Regions from separate parts of the Dromaius novaehollandiae genome. Here region 1 is linked to region 2. The links are chromatin contacts, called in public Hi-C maps. All regions are on one chromosome and are shown on one strand. The core of a region is the stretch at or near the end of the contact, and the rest is flanking DNA. Distances in the headings are between cores, read along the strand shown.

Evidence for each region. A called contact is a pair of places that touch in the nucleus more often than the background predicts.
Region 1: a Hi-C map of liver shows a contact between it and region 2, with 7 times the contacts expected there. The contact joins the promoter of NUDCD1 here to the enhancer-like site in region 2. A contact is called at or near these places in 2 of 4 Hi-C or Micro-C datasets (brain and liver).

Annotation. Positions count from the first base shown.
Region 1 is chr2:150,995,908-151,002,089 of bDroNov1.hap1, reverse strand. NUDCD1 (NudC domain containing 1) reads left to right here and starts at 2,576. Exons shown (of 11, transcript XM_026099767.2): 1 at 2,576-2,812. The coding sequence starts at 2,695. ENY2 (ENY2 transcription and export complex 2 subunit) reads right to left here and starts at 2,404. Exons shown (of 5, transcript XM_064507807.1): 1 at 2,332-2,404; 2 at 1,882-1,974; 3 at 1,152-1,222. The coding sequence starts at 1,949.
Region 2 is chr2:150,835,660-150,841,794 of bDroNov1.hap1, reverse strand. No RefSeq gene overlaps it. Among named protein-coding and RNA genes, the nearest start is that of TMEM74, 27 kb to the right of the region's middle. Within about 2 kb of position 1,829, at least 2 of the 2 cell types and tissues checked have open chromatin away from gene starts, as enhancers often do.

The DNA of each region.
Region 1 (6,182 bases), core at 1,327-3,826, 160 kb before region 2:
ATTACTGGAAGTGTTGTAGTAGTTTGCAGGTTGGTCTGCTCACATCTCCAAACAAATCGTTCCAATTGCATCTGTCTTCCTCAAAGTTGTGTATACAAGACTTCAATTTAACATCCAACAAAGGACAGCACAAAAGAGCTGTAAATACTTATCTTCCTAATTGGTTTAAACAACATTTCTATCCACATTTCAGCAAAGAAAAAGTAAATCTGAGACAGGTAAAAACCTATCACAAAATATAAAAACTATGATAAATACTGTGTGATTAATACATTCTAGCATTTGTTCAAAGAAATTCTCTACTTATAAAACTTGAAGACTACTGAAAATGCAGAAGTCAATGCTGAAAAAAGTCTTGAATTCAGCAGCATAGTTCTAGAATGTGTTCTTTAAACATGAATGTTTTAACTTTATGTCAATAGGTAAAAGGTCTGAAGAATCTTAGTCCCCAAGACACCAAAATCTGGTTTACCAACTGACATCACATGTATTGTTTGAACACTGTTTTTTCCTGGTTCAACTTCCTGTAAAAGCTCATCATGTACTGCTTAGTTATTGGCTCTAATCCGCAATTGCAAGAGGATCTAGGCGGAAATACCAAAGCAAATAACTGTCCCTTCTGTTGGATCTGTCTGTTGTAGTAACGATAAACAGTTAATTCGACATGAAAGACTTCAGGTTGTTTTCTCTTATCTGGGTAGATTATCCTATTTTCATGAAATGTATTCAAAAGCACTTTTCTTTCTCACTCCTATATGCAAATGATGCAGTTCTGTGTTTGTAAGTTGTTTACCACAGTCCATTTTCTCTCAATTTCCTTTTTCTTGTTTTTATTCTCCTGTGATTAGGAAGTCCCCAAAACAAAAACCTGTATGAGCATTAATACCTAGGGAACCAATACTAATACTTTTCTCAGAAACCTAATGAGTTTCAGATCAGAGAAGAAATTTGAAAATTTCAAGACCAATAGAAGATAGCAAGATTTTTCTTACATTACAATTTTCTTACATAAATTGTCAATTGCCATGGACACTTTCCTCTTGCCTAAGTCTTGTAAAGATTGACTGTTAGGCAGTTGAAGCTTTTATCTAGGACATTTGGCTAGAACCTTAGTTGATTAAAAAGGACATTAGTTTGTTGGCTACCATTACCTTTGCAATGTGCCTTCAACTGATCCTTCCAGCCACATTCAATTAACTTGGCTCTCAGCAACTCTTTAAGGCTGTTAAGACAAAAAGTTGAATTCTTGCTAGCAGAAGCAAACATTCCTAACTTAAATATGCATCAGTAGGGAAATTAAGTCTACAATTACTGCTCATGTGACTGACAAGAGGAGCAGCAGAAACGGCTGAACAGCACGTGAATCCTACCCTGAATTGATCCTACCAATTTCAGTTAATTTTACCATGTTGGACAATAAAGAGGTCTTGGCTCAGAAGCTGATTCACAGTACTTCTTCAGGCAGTTTTGCTACTACAGTCACAGAAAAAAGATAGAAACATAAGGATATAAACACTTCAGCTCCCTGAGTCAAGTCTGCTGCCAAATGTGTGCAGGCTTTTAAAGTCAGAACATTTCACTTGCAATCAGGTCTTCAAAATAAATAAAGCTCACCCCACCAAAGAAGAGTTCTGTACTACATATATCTTTAACCACAGGTCTGTCTGCCCAGCCACACTTTATCTCACGTTGGGTGAGGAACAGGGGAACATGTATTCTGGAGTAACATACTAAAAATAAGAGAAATATCCATCTATATAACACGATTTAGAATTAAATAAGAATTTGGAGTTAAATTTAGTTACGCTTTACTTCCAGACGTCATTCACATTCAATAACATTTAAAGCATCTTACAGGGATAGTGCAGGAAACGCACTCACCGTTCTCGCTCTCCTGTTTCTATCAGCTTTTGGTTAATGGTTGCTCTCATCTGGGCATCTTTATTCATTTTGCGAGTCTAGGTTTTCACAGATCTACACAAAGCAAGAGCAAGTTTCAACAATATCAGTAAAGCCCGGGCTTCACCGCCTGAAGCCAAGCGGCCCTTGGCCGGGGCAGGGCCGAGCCGAGAACCGGGGCCGCGGAAACGCCTCCCCCGCCCCGGGCTGCCGGCGACACCGCCCCTCCCTGCCAGGCCCAGGCCCGGGCCCGGGCCCGGGCCCGCCGCAGCCCCCTCTCCTCCCCGCCGCCCCCCAGCGCGGGCAGCGGCGGCTGCCCCCCGGGACGGCGAGTCTCACCTCCCAGCACTGCCTCCCGCCCACCACCCGCGGAAGACGGCGCCACCCCCCCCCCCCCCCACACGCAGCCCAGCGCAGCCCACCACGCTCCACCTCCTCAGCGCGCCGGCGGCGCCGGGAAATGGAGTCCGAGGCCCAGACCCCGGCGGCCAGCTCGGCAACTACAACTCCCAGCATGCTGCGCGCCCCCGCCCCCAGAGGGCGCCTGCGGCTGAGTGCGAACCTCTCTGCCCACGTGCCCCTCTCCGCAGCGCTAGCGACAGTGCTTGGCCCCGAACTACAACTCCCAGCATGCCCCGCGGCGTCCGGCAGGCCTTTCGGCGTCCGGAACTACCCTCCCCGTGGTGCCCTGCGGCCGCTCTCCGCGCGGCCGCTCTCCGCGCTACAGGGCGCGTGGCGGGGAGGGGAGGTGCTGCCGCCTGTGTGCGCTTTCGTGGCGCCGCTGCCGCGCCGGGGATGGAGGGCGCCGCGCACTGCTCCCTGAGGGCGAAGCGCCTCCTCCTGGACCCCAAGTTCGAGGGCTACAAGCTGTCCCTGGAGCCGCTGGCCTGCTACCAGCTGGGGCTCGACGCGGGTGAGGCGCGGCGCGGAGGAGGCCGCGGGCTGGGCCGGCGGCGGGAGGCCGTGGTGAGCCTCGGCCCGCGGCCCTGCGTACCCTGGGGGGGGCGGTGCGGCTCGGCCCAGCCCCGCTGCGGGGGAGGCCGCGCGCCTTGCCCCGTGGGCGGCCTGGGGCGCCCGTAGGTGCTGCTTGTTACGGTGGTTTCCTTGTTAGGGCTGGCTGCACTGTTTTCCGTGGTCCCCCAGCCTCGCCGGCTGGCTTCCTGGTGGACCAAGGTCTCTGCCACGTATCAGACCCCTGACTTCCAGCTGCCTGTCCTGCTCGGCTTGGATTTAGTGTCTGAATGGATCAGGAAACCTGTGGGAGGAATCCGGTATTGGCTTGTGTGCAGGTGGTGAGGCCCCGTGGCCAGCTGATCTCCTTTGAAAAGGTGGTCTTAGAAATAGGCTTGAAGTGAGTAGGCATGAGTTAGAGAAATATGTATGAAACTGATCTCTCGTATAAACTTTAGTAGACCAGCCACTTTTCTTCTTTATTGCACTCTTGGTTCAGAGGTGACACTTCTGGCTACTCGTTCCGTGCTCTGCTTTTCCAGCTAGCTGTTAGCAGCGTTCCAGGTACTGGTCCCTGAGCAGGTCAAGTCGCTGGGCTCTCGGTTCATTGAGAAGAACATGAACATGAAGTAGTGTTTGGGTAGGTGTGCTTACAGCCTTAGTTGTTCCCCCTGAAATCTCTCAGCATTTTGGCTCTGTTGACTTGTTGAATTCAGGTGCGTTCTAAGGTGAATAATTTTATTTCCTTTGTTTTTAAAGCTGTGACTGTAATATAGCACAACTTTGGTGGGCTGACCTTTGCCTGATCTATATATTTACTGAGTGATATGCCTTTCTTCTGAATTACCTTTTAGGCATTTTTAATGTTAGCATTGAGTACATCATGTTAATAGTGAAACAGAAAAGTATGTTTGCTCTGGTGAACTGTCAGCAGTAAGATGGAAGCTGGATGTGAACTGTGTTTGAATGAGGAGTGAATGAGTGTATTTGTTAGGTGATATTATGTATGTGCCAATTATAGGGCTGCAACATTTAGCAAGAATGACATTTTTTGATTGTGTAGTTTGGCATTTTTACTGTTAGGCTGGTGTAGACTATTGAACTGTGTTGCCTTTTAAAAGTTAATTCAAAAAAATGTGTTTGTGTTAGGGGCATACTACAGCTGTGGCAAAGATAGCAACAATTAGCATAGGATAGGTGTAGTTTCTTAGTTTTGCCTCTTAGTTTTGAGACATGAGTTTTGCTAAATTAATATTTAAGATATTTTGGGCTATCTTACTAAAATGTATTCTTTTTTTTAAACGGTTAAAATGTTTTCTGCAGGATTTAAGTTGCCCTCTTTAACTATCATGTAGTTTTGTCTTTCTGCCTGTTTGTTGTTTGTATTTGATGTTCTGCCTGTGTAAAGGTCAAATGAGCTATGTGGTTCTTGGATGGTGTACTGCATACCTATTCTAACTAGATAAGAATAGCACATTTCCATTAAAATACTTAAATGATGGCATTGCTAATGGACAGGTGAATCTAGATGGTTCTTGGCAGGTATTTTATCTAATAGTTACAGTAACTTATGTGAGAGAAGATCAGTGTGTGCACTTCTCTTCCTTTCCCTCTCCACTCCCTGCAACATCCTGACTCATTTTCAGTCCAACTTATTTGCCTATCCTGCTATATCGTTAGTATCAAATCATTTAGTCTGCTCTGTGCACGTGTGTATCTGGATATCAGGCCACTGGATAGTCTAACCCCACTTCTTTTTTATTTGTAACCCAAACTGTGAACCAAACCTGTATCTGGTTCCTCTAGGTGTTTTATCTATCCTTATTTCAGCCTGTCCTTAGGCCATACAACCAGCTCACTATCCATTTTGGTTTTCTTCTGTTTACTTCCAGACAGCTTCCTCACAGTGCAGAGGTAGCCTGTACCAGAACTTTGCATTTCCTGGAGACGGTGGTTTACATTTGAGTTAGATTTAAGGCATCCTTCTATATCTTGGCTTATATTGTGGTCAGAAATATGGGTTGAACCATAGAGACCATGGCCTGTAGGTGATGGCTTTTTCAAATCACTGTGAAGGAGAAGAAATTAATACTGTATGAGAAGGACAAGGACTTCTAGTTTCCAGCACATCTGTGACCAGATTTAAAGTTTCAGAAACACACACACAAGAATTTAGTATTTGGGGATTATTAAATTAACATTGCTCTTTGAGCATAGAACTTGATTTTATTTCCTTATAGTGGTAGTGAATAAAATGTAATAGCTGAAGAGAAAGTCAAAGGATAAGGAACACCATCAGCATGACTAATCTATGATTTTATTCACACATATGCAGAAAGATGTGGTAATAGAATCTGGAAGATTAACGTTAAGCAGTTGTTGAATTTTGTGGGTTGGTTTGTTTGTTTGTTTTTCCAGGAAACTGCTTTGGGGGCATTTGTCTCGAATGACCTGGGATTTGGAGTTCTGTCTGTGTGGCATCCCAAATTTCAAGGCAGTGAGATAAACATGTAGTTTTTACAACATCCAGAATACTTGACAATAAATACAGAGGGGTACTTGCTCTTAACTGGAACTGAGTTACTTCTGCTATAGTACATGCACAGTGTTACTATGAATTTGTGTCTTAAGTATTAGAATAAAGCATTAATCTTCTGTATGTCAATATTTTCATTTGTAAATAAGGTGATTTAGAACCACAAAGTGCTTTATATACATTATTTTTAGCCATTTTTGAGTTTCACTGCTAGCTATAAAATCAAATGAGGAAAAGAATTGATGTGAAATAGAAAATTCTAGTATTTGAGCAGGTGGACAGCAGTATTTGATATAGTTGGACAACTTGTATTGATTGTCATATTCTTGTGACCACAGTGACCTTCATTTCTCGCCATCATATAAAACTTAACGTCCAGCTCTGCCTTTAACTGTTTGAACAGTGGTTGCCATAAATTTGATGTGGTCAGAAGCAGAAAGAAAATGAAAGCCTCTTTTTTGGATCAGCAGTAGAGGCGGGACATTTCTAGTGGTTTTCTTAGATATGTGGCAGTGATGGAGAAGAGTGGTGAATCCTTGTATTATATGGCCCGTTTTAGCTCCTCTGATTAAGATGTTCTTCTTTAATATCTTCCTTATTTGCTACCTGTTCTGCCCTAGACCATCTAACCTTTCAGTCATCTTTTTTTCTCATCTCTCATACTGGTATTTTTTTTTTTTTAAGTAGTAATGACTCTGCACTATTATGCCTTTAATTCTGAACTCTTCATCTTAGATTTTTTTTCACTTTTCTCCTTATTTTTCTTAGTTTATTTCCCTAACTGTTATTCAAATGC
Region 2 (6,135 bases), core at 580-3,079:
CTGCAGCACATCGCTCTTTAGCAAGGCCTCTCTCAGCCAGAGATCTTAATGCTTAAACCAAAGGACAAAGGAGAGAGAGAGGTTTTCTTTCTCAGTTGAGAAACATTTGTTTTGCTTCAGGATAGCAATTGCTGACTTCAGCCATTTTACAGCATTGTTTTTGCATATCATGGTCAAAAAGCAAAATCAAAGCTAAGCTATCAAGAAGAAAAGAATCTTCACTGCCATTACTTTGATTATGTGTGCATTTGGGATTATTTCTATATGAAATGTTCTTTCTATAGGAACAGGCACTTTTTTAGTAACTCCTATTGATTTTCCTTGAGTTTTAATTCAGGAAATTTTATTTAAAGCAGAACTGTCTGCTGTGTATGAGTGTTAATACCATCCCATCACTGCCATACTTGAGTGAGTTCCTTTCATTAGCTTGTTAAGCGACATGACTAAGACCCCTAATGTGTTCTCTGAAGCTTACTTCAGAGGAAAATTTATGTTTTCCCTGTAAATGCAGTGATTTGGAAGGGAGCAAATTTGCTTTATTTGAACACGCTGCTCTTAAGTTTAGGTTAAAGGAAGAATTTCCAGGGTTTCTTCTTTTATCCGTGTGTGTGTGTGTGTGTGTGTGTGTGTGTGTGTGTGTGTGTGTGTGTGTACATGCGTGCTGGATGCCACCACCAGCAACAGTGGTGATAGCAGCTTCTGATGCTGGGCCAAGCCACACGGCACTCTGAAACTATTGGTTTTACTCCTGGCAAAGGTTGCTTCCCTTGGACTGGCTCTCCAGAAAGTTCTCTACATAGGAACATAAAAGCAAACATACTGGGTCAGTCTAAAGCAAAAAAATGGATGTCTACACAAAAATACAAGAGGACAAGTGCAGATGATATTTCTTAGGGGACTTCTCCCAGCCTCCAGACATTTGCAGCCCACGAGCTCTGTACACTTAAACCCCAAAGGATTCCTTTCATGAAGCTTTCGAATCACTCCTGAATCCATGTGAATTGTTAGCATCCATAACATACTGTTGCAAAAGTTGCACATAAGCCTCTACTTTCAGAGTGCCGAAGGGATAAAGTTGTAAATTATCATTATTTTCCTGGAACTCCTCATATTTTTTAAGTTGGGCCCACCTGTAAGTGGGAAAACATTCTGAAATATCTGGTGCTACTCAAAGCTTCCTGGTGGCTCAGAGTATCTAGTGACTATGTGGCCAGCCTAAAATAAAAAAAAGCAGCTCTGCCATATCCTTAGCAATTTAGGAATGCCCTTTATATCAACTAATAATTTGAGGCAGCTGCAAGTATCCTTGAAAAAGTTTCTTCTGCTTTGGGAAATTAGATCACACTGATAGAAGCAGTTAATCGTGCAGAGGTTTGATCATGCCACCATTATAGCCCTATGTAATGCACAGGTCCTGTTCTCCCTGTATCTAGGTGAAAGTCCTGGGGAAGTTTCAGTGCTCCAGTAAATAGCATTCCCTGCAGCTACAAAGCTTTACGCTTACAACCTCTCCTTCACCTTTCTGACTGAAAATGGTTTGCACAGAAGCAAATACAGAGAAGTAAAGCATAGCAAACACATAGAAAGTAGCACGTATCATGTGAGAGAATGGAGCTGGAGAGAAAAAAACAACTTGCTGAGGCTCCCTGCGCAAGCTCGCTGCCTGACCAGCCAAAGCCAGGAAGCACCTACACCTATGGGGGAGAGGAATAATAAGGCAAAACTTGCGGACAAGCCGAATGCATAAATACGACGCTGCATCGTAACCTGATCGCCTGTTCCAGCCCATTAACATGGCTCTGTTTTGATGAAAGCAGTGCTTGTTGCAGGCACTGCTTTAACTCCTACTGGCTGTAAAATGTGCCCCCAAATTCCTGAGTTACAAGGCTGATCTGTACTGCCCGGCCCCAGATAACGTTTTGTGGAGGAGAATTATAAAACCAGGTTGTTCTTTTCTAACCATGAGCTGCAGAACAGGAAAAGGCAGAGTCTAACACTTACCTGAATATTAAACCTGGCCGCAAAAATGCAGCCGAAATATTTTCCTTCTTAGAAGTCGCTGACTGACCAAAATCCAAACATTTCACATGATGGAGAAACCCTCTGACCTCTAAGACATTTTCTGGTAGAAAAATCACAATAAACAGGGCAAGCAGCAGCAGCCACAGTACAGCGGTGCTCAGAACAGGAGGTCTTGCATTATGAATGTCTGACATCTTCCTAAGCAGCAAGGAACAAAATGTTTTTAAAGGTAATGTAACCGAAATGTGTATGCAGAAGAATGCTTTAAAAGGTTTTAAATATGTATGTAAACAGTAGGTTGACCTCTAGTTTTCCATGAAAACTGCCACAGCTGTTTTCTCCAGAAGGCTTATTAAAATTGTATCTTTCTTGGAGAAAGATTATGTTTGTTCTTATCCTGATCATATGATATCAGGTGACGTAAATTGATATAAAATCCAATGCTAGGATCAATACTGTGATAATAATGCTGAGAGAACTGAAAAATGGATAAAAACATCACGCTCCACAGAAATGTTGATTCACTGACCATCTGTTTTGCTTCAGTTAAGTGCTTTGCTACTTTAGCTTGGCATTAGATTAGTCAGCCCATAAATTAAATAACTGAAGTCATAGTATAATTTTTGGCTACCCTGGTTTAATTTTTTAAGCTCTCAACATTCAAAATGTGACATGTATTTCCTTTCAGATGGATAGTGAACATGTGCCAAATCCTGCCTACTCATCTTAAGCATGAACACAAACAAGTAGCAGTTATAGTCTTGGTTTCTATTAGTCACCCAAACTGAAATAAGAGCTCTTCAGGGTTTAAATATGTGCCTTAAATATATGCTTCTTTATTTGCTTACCTGCTTACATGAACAATTTCTGACCAAAGACACGTGCAATATACATGTAGAAAAGCATTGACAAGAAACAAATTCACTAGCTGTGCTAGAACATTGTGCCCACATTCTGCACTTATCCAGAGACAGAAGCAAGAGAACCCATTAAGAACTTTATAATATCCCAATAAAAGGTTCATTTTTACAGGCCATTAGGATTCCATTAGTCTCATCTATTTATTTCCAGGCTACCCTCAAACTGAAGAGCAAGTATCTAATTGGATGCTTTTGTTAGATTAAAAGAATAGTAACAATGTGATTTTAACCAAGAGAACGTAGTGGATGGCTGCCCACTCATCTGAAAGGCCAAGAAAGAGCTCAGAGGGATGTTCATACACACTTCAGATAAATTTAAAGTGCACACCACAAAGAATTACATTTTCAATAAACAAATATTGCAATGATGTGACCAAGGATATATAATTGATTTTAGACTAAAGATACTTTGATGACATAATTTTCACCCTCATGGCCAGTACGTGGTAACTGTATTACCAAAATATTGGAGAAGGACGTTTATATTATTTTCCTAGAGGATAACATTTCCATTTTAACCACCAAGTAACACCAGAAAATGGCCTAGACCAGACGCAAAATGAAAGACTAAAAGCTAGCTGCTGGAGAGACGAAAGCCTGACACCCAGTCTGGCAAGGAACATAGGCATAACATGACTTTCCTTTGGTCCTGCTTAAGCCTCCTCACTTTCATCAAGCCCCCAGGTATGAGCCTGCAGGAATACCTGCTCCTGCAGCTCAGCATGTGCTTCAAGCCCTCATTCCTCAACACGTCGCATCTTCCTCAGCAACCGGGGCAGAAGTCCCTGCTGTCAAGCCCCCTGTGCTATTCTTAGCTCATGCCAGCTAGATCTTAACAAGCTAGCCGTGCATCGTTGTATCTTCATGTGCTGTGCACCCTTAGAAGGAGGCTGAAAGGTGAGCTCGTTAATAGACAGAGCAGTTTTTGTCTGTTATCAAAGTGCGACTCCAACCGTGGCAAGATACCAGAGAGCAAAAATGAAGAAAAATGCTAAAAGAAGTGGGTAATACATATATTCAACAGCTCTGTGAGTCAATGTGAAAAATGTTCTGGAAAGAATACAAACGCTGTGATTTAGAGCTTATCCAGTCTCTCACAAGGTTAGCAAGACATCTTTTGGGAATAAACAAATTTCTCTCCTCAGACTCATAGAAGCTCTTACATCTCCTTTGGAAGCACCGGGGCCTGACATGAAGCTGGGCAGCTCTGATCACTAGACTGATTCCTGTACTGAGCATGGGCTAAATGCTGAGCTGGAAAAAAATATGAGCAGGCCCACAGATTGAACACTGCTCTAATTCTACAGAAATGATGGTTGTAGGAACAGGACATAGAGTAGGTGAGGACTTATTGGAAAAAGAATGGAGCATGTCAGTAGATGAGCAAGAAGTTGGGAGTGAATAAACTTTAAGAATACCATAGTGAAATAACATGAAAAAATCCAGAAACTAATTGAGCTTTCTGGGGAAAAACAAAAAGTATGATTCAATAACAGGTACAAAAAGCTTGGTGGTGTCCAAGTAAAAAGTATTTTAAATATTACTTTAACAGCACACAGTATCTATTTTGAACTGCTTAACACATTTTTATTTCTACCTTTGGTGGACATAATAATTTGTGTAGGGCTATTTCTATGTAAGGGTTTTCTATATTTATGGTAGAATATACGTGCTTCAGTATGTTCTATGTGTGTCTACAAAACAGTAGGTATTTGGAAGAGTTAGAAATAAAAAGCTCAGACATCTAGAGAAGAGAGAAAAACTGATGTGTTATTTGAAGATGTCAAATGTTATGAAAGCAGCACTTGTAGATCCTGACATCTCGTGGCACACCTGGGTAACTGCAAAACTGTTTGATTTATTTTTATTTTATTTTACTTTGTGGGGGTTCTTTGCTTCGTTTTTTTTTTATTTTTTATTTTTAAGAAGTGCTTGGAAGCCATGTGGATTTAAAGAATAAAATTTTTACTAGAAATTGTTAAGTGAGAAGACTTAAAAATACATGCAGACTAAATGTACAGGTGATTGTCATTCTGGGGAAGAAATATTAGGTAAGTGCTCCCATCCTTGTGGGTGCAGCACAAAATATCTTTAATTGCACTGTAAAACACCTTAATCTTCCCAGCTTGTAAAATATCACAAACATAGTTTTCATATTTCCTAAATCCATAGCTTTTGATCGTAAAACCTACAGTCTGCAAGTGGGAGTCTGCATGATCTTCTCTGTGTTCAGCGGATGGTATTTTAGCCCTGTAGATCTCCCGAATGCAGACAGCATGTTGTATTTCGGAAGCTTCGGAACCATTTCCTATCTTTGTCCAGGACACTGAGGTTCTCATTCGGGCAGGAATTTCAGTCCGGTCGGTCCCCGTCCGCGACAGCCTGTAACCCAGGAGGAGCTCTGGTCACACAGGTCCAGCCTCCCCTCTCACGCTTCCCTTGGGGCACCCAGTTTTGGAGCAGACGCTGCCCATCGCCAGCCACATGACATGCTGTATTCGCCCACGGCCTTGCCGCACGGCCTCGCGTACCAGCCATACATCATGCTTACTCATATTAGACCTTGCATTTGGTTATCGCTGGATATGTTAGTCTCTATGGATACCAAACCATTCTGCTGCCTACAGCCACCCAAATTTAATCCTGTGCTCTGCTTTAAGCTTGTGCTTAAATACTATAGTGAATTGGGACTTTGTATTCCTTGCTCTTGAAAATGTGAAAAGAGCAGAAGCAATTACTGCTTTTAGTACATCATAAACACATTTGTTCCCAATTCCTTTAATTTCTAAGAGATTTTCAGTTTTCATTATTATTTATTGTTTCACCAGTTTTGTCTTTATTGGGCATCCATAAAAAAATACTTCATTATCATCCATAAAGCACAGTTCATGGGCATAGCTGCTCTATGAAGTCAACTGTTTCTTCATTGGCGACAGCTCCTCAGAAATTCAAGGCTTTGATGCTGCTTTGAATTACTTGTATCTTATTTCCCCAGTTATGTTTCTGAAAGATTTCATTTTTTCTACAGCTATTTACATTTATGAATATCCTTGTAAGCTCTGCACTTCTAATTTGTGATGTATTTTGCTTTTAACTACATTAGCTGTTCATAAAAATGCAATGGCATAGAAGAATTTATTCGTAGGCTTCATCCTGCACTTGTGAGTACTAATCATTAACTCTCTCTGTTCCT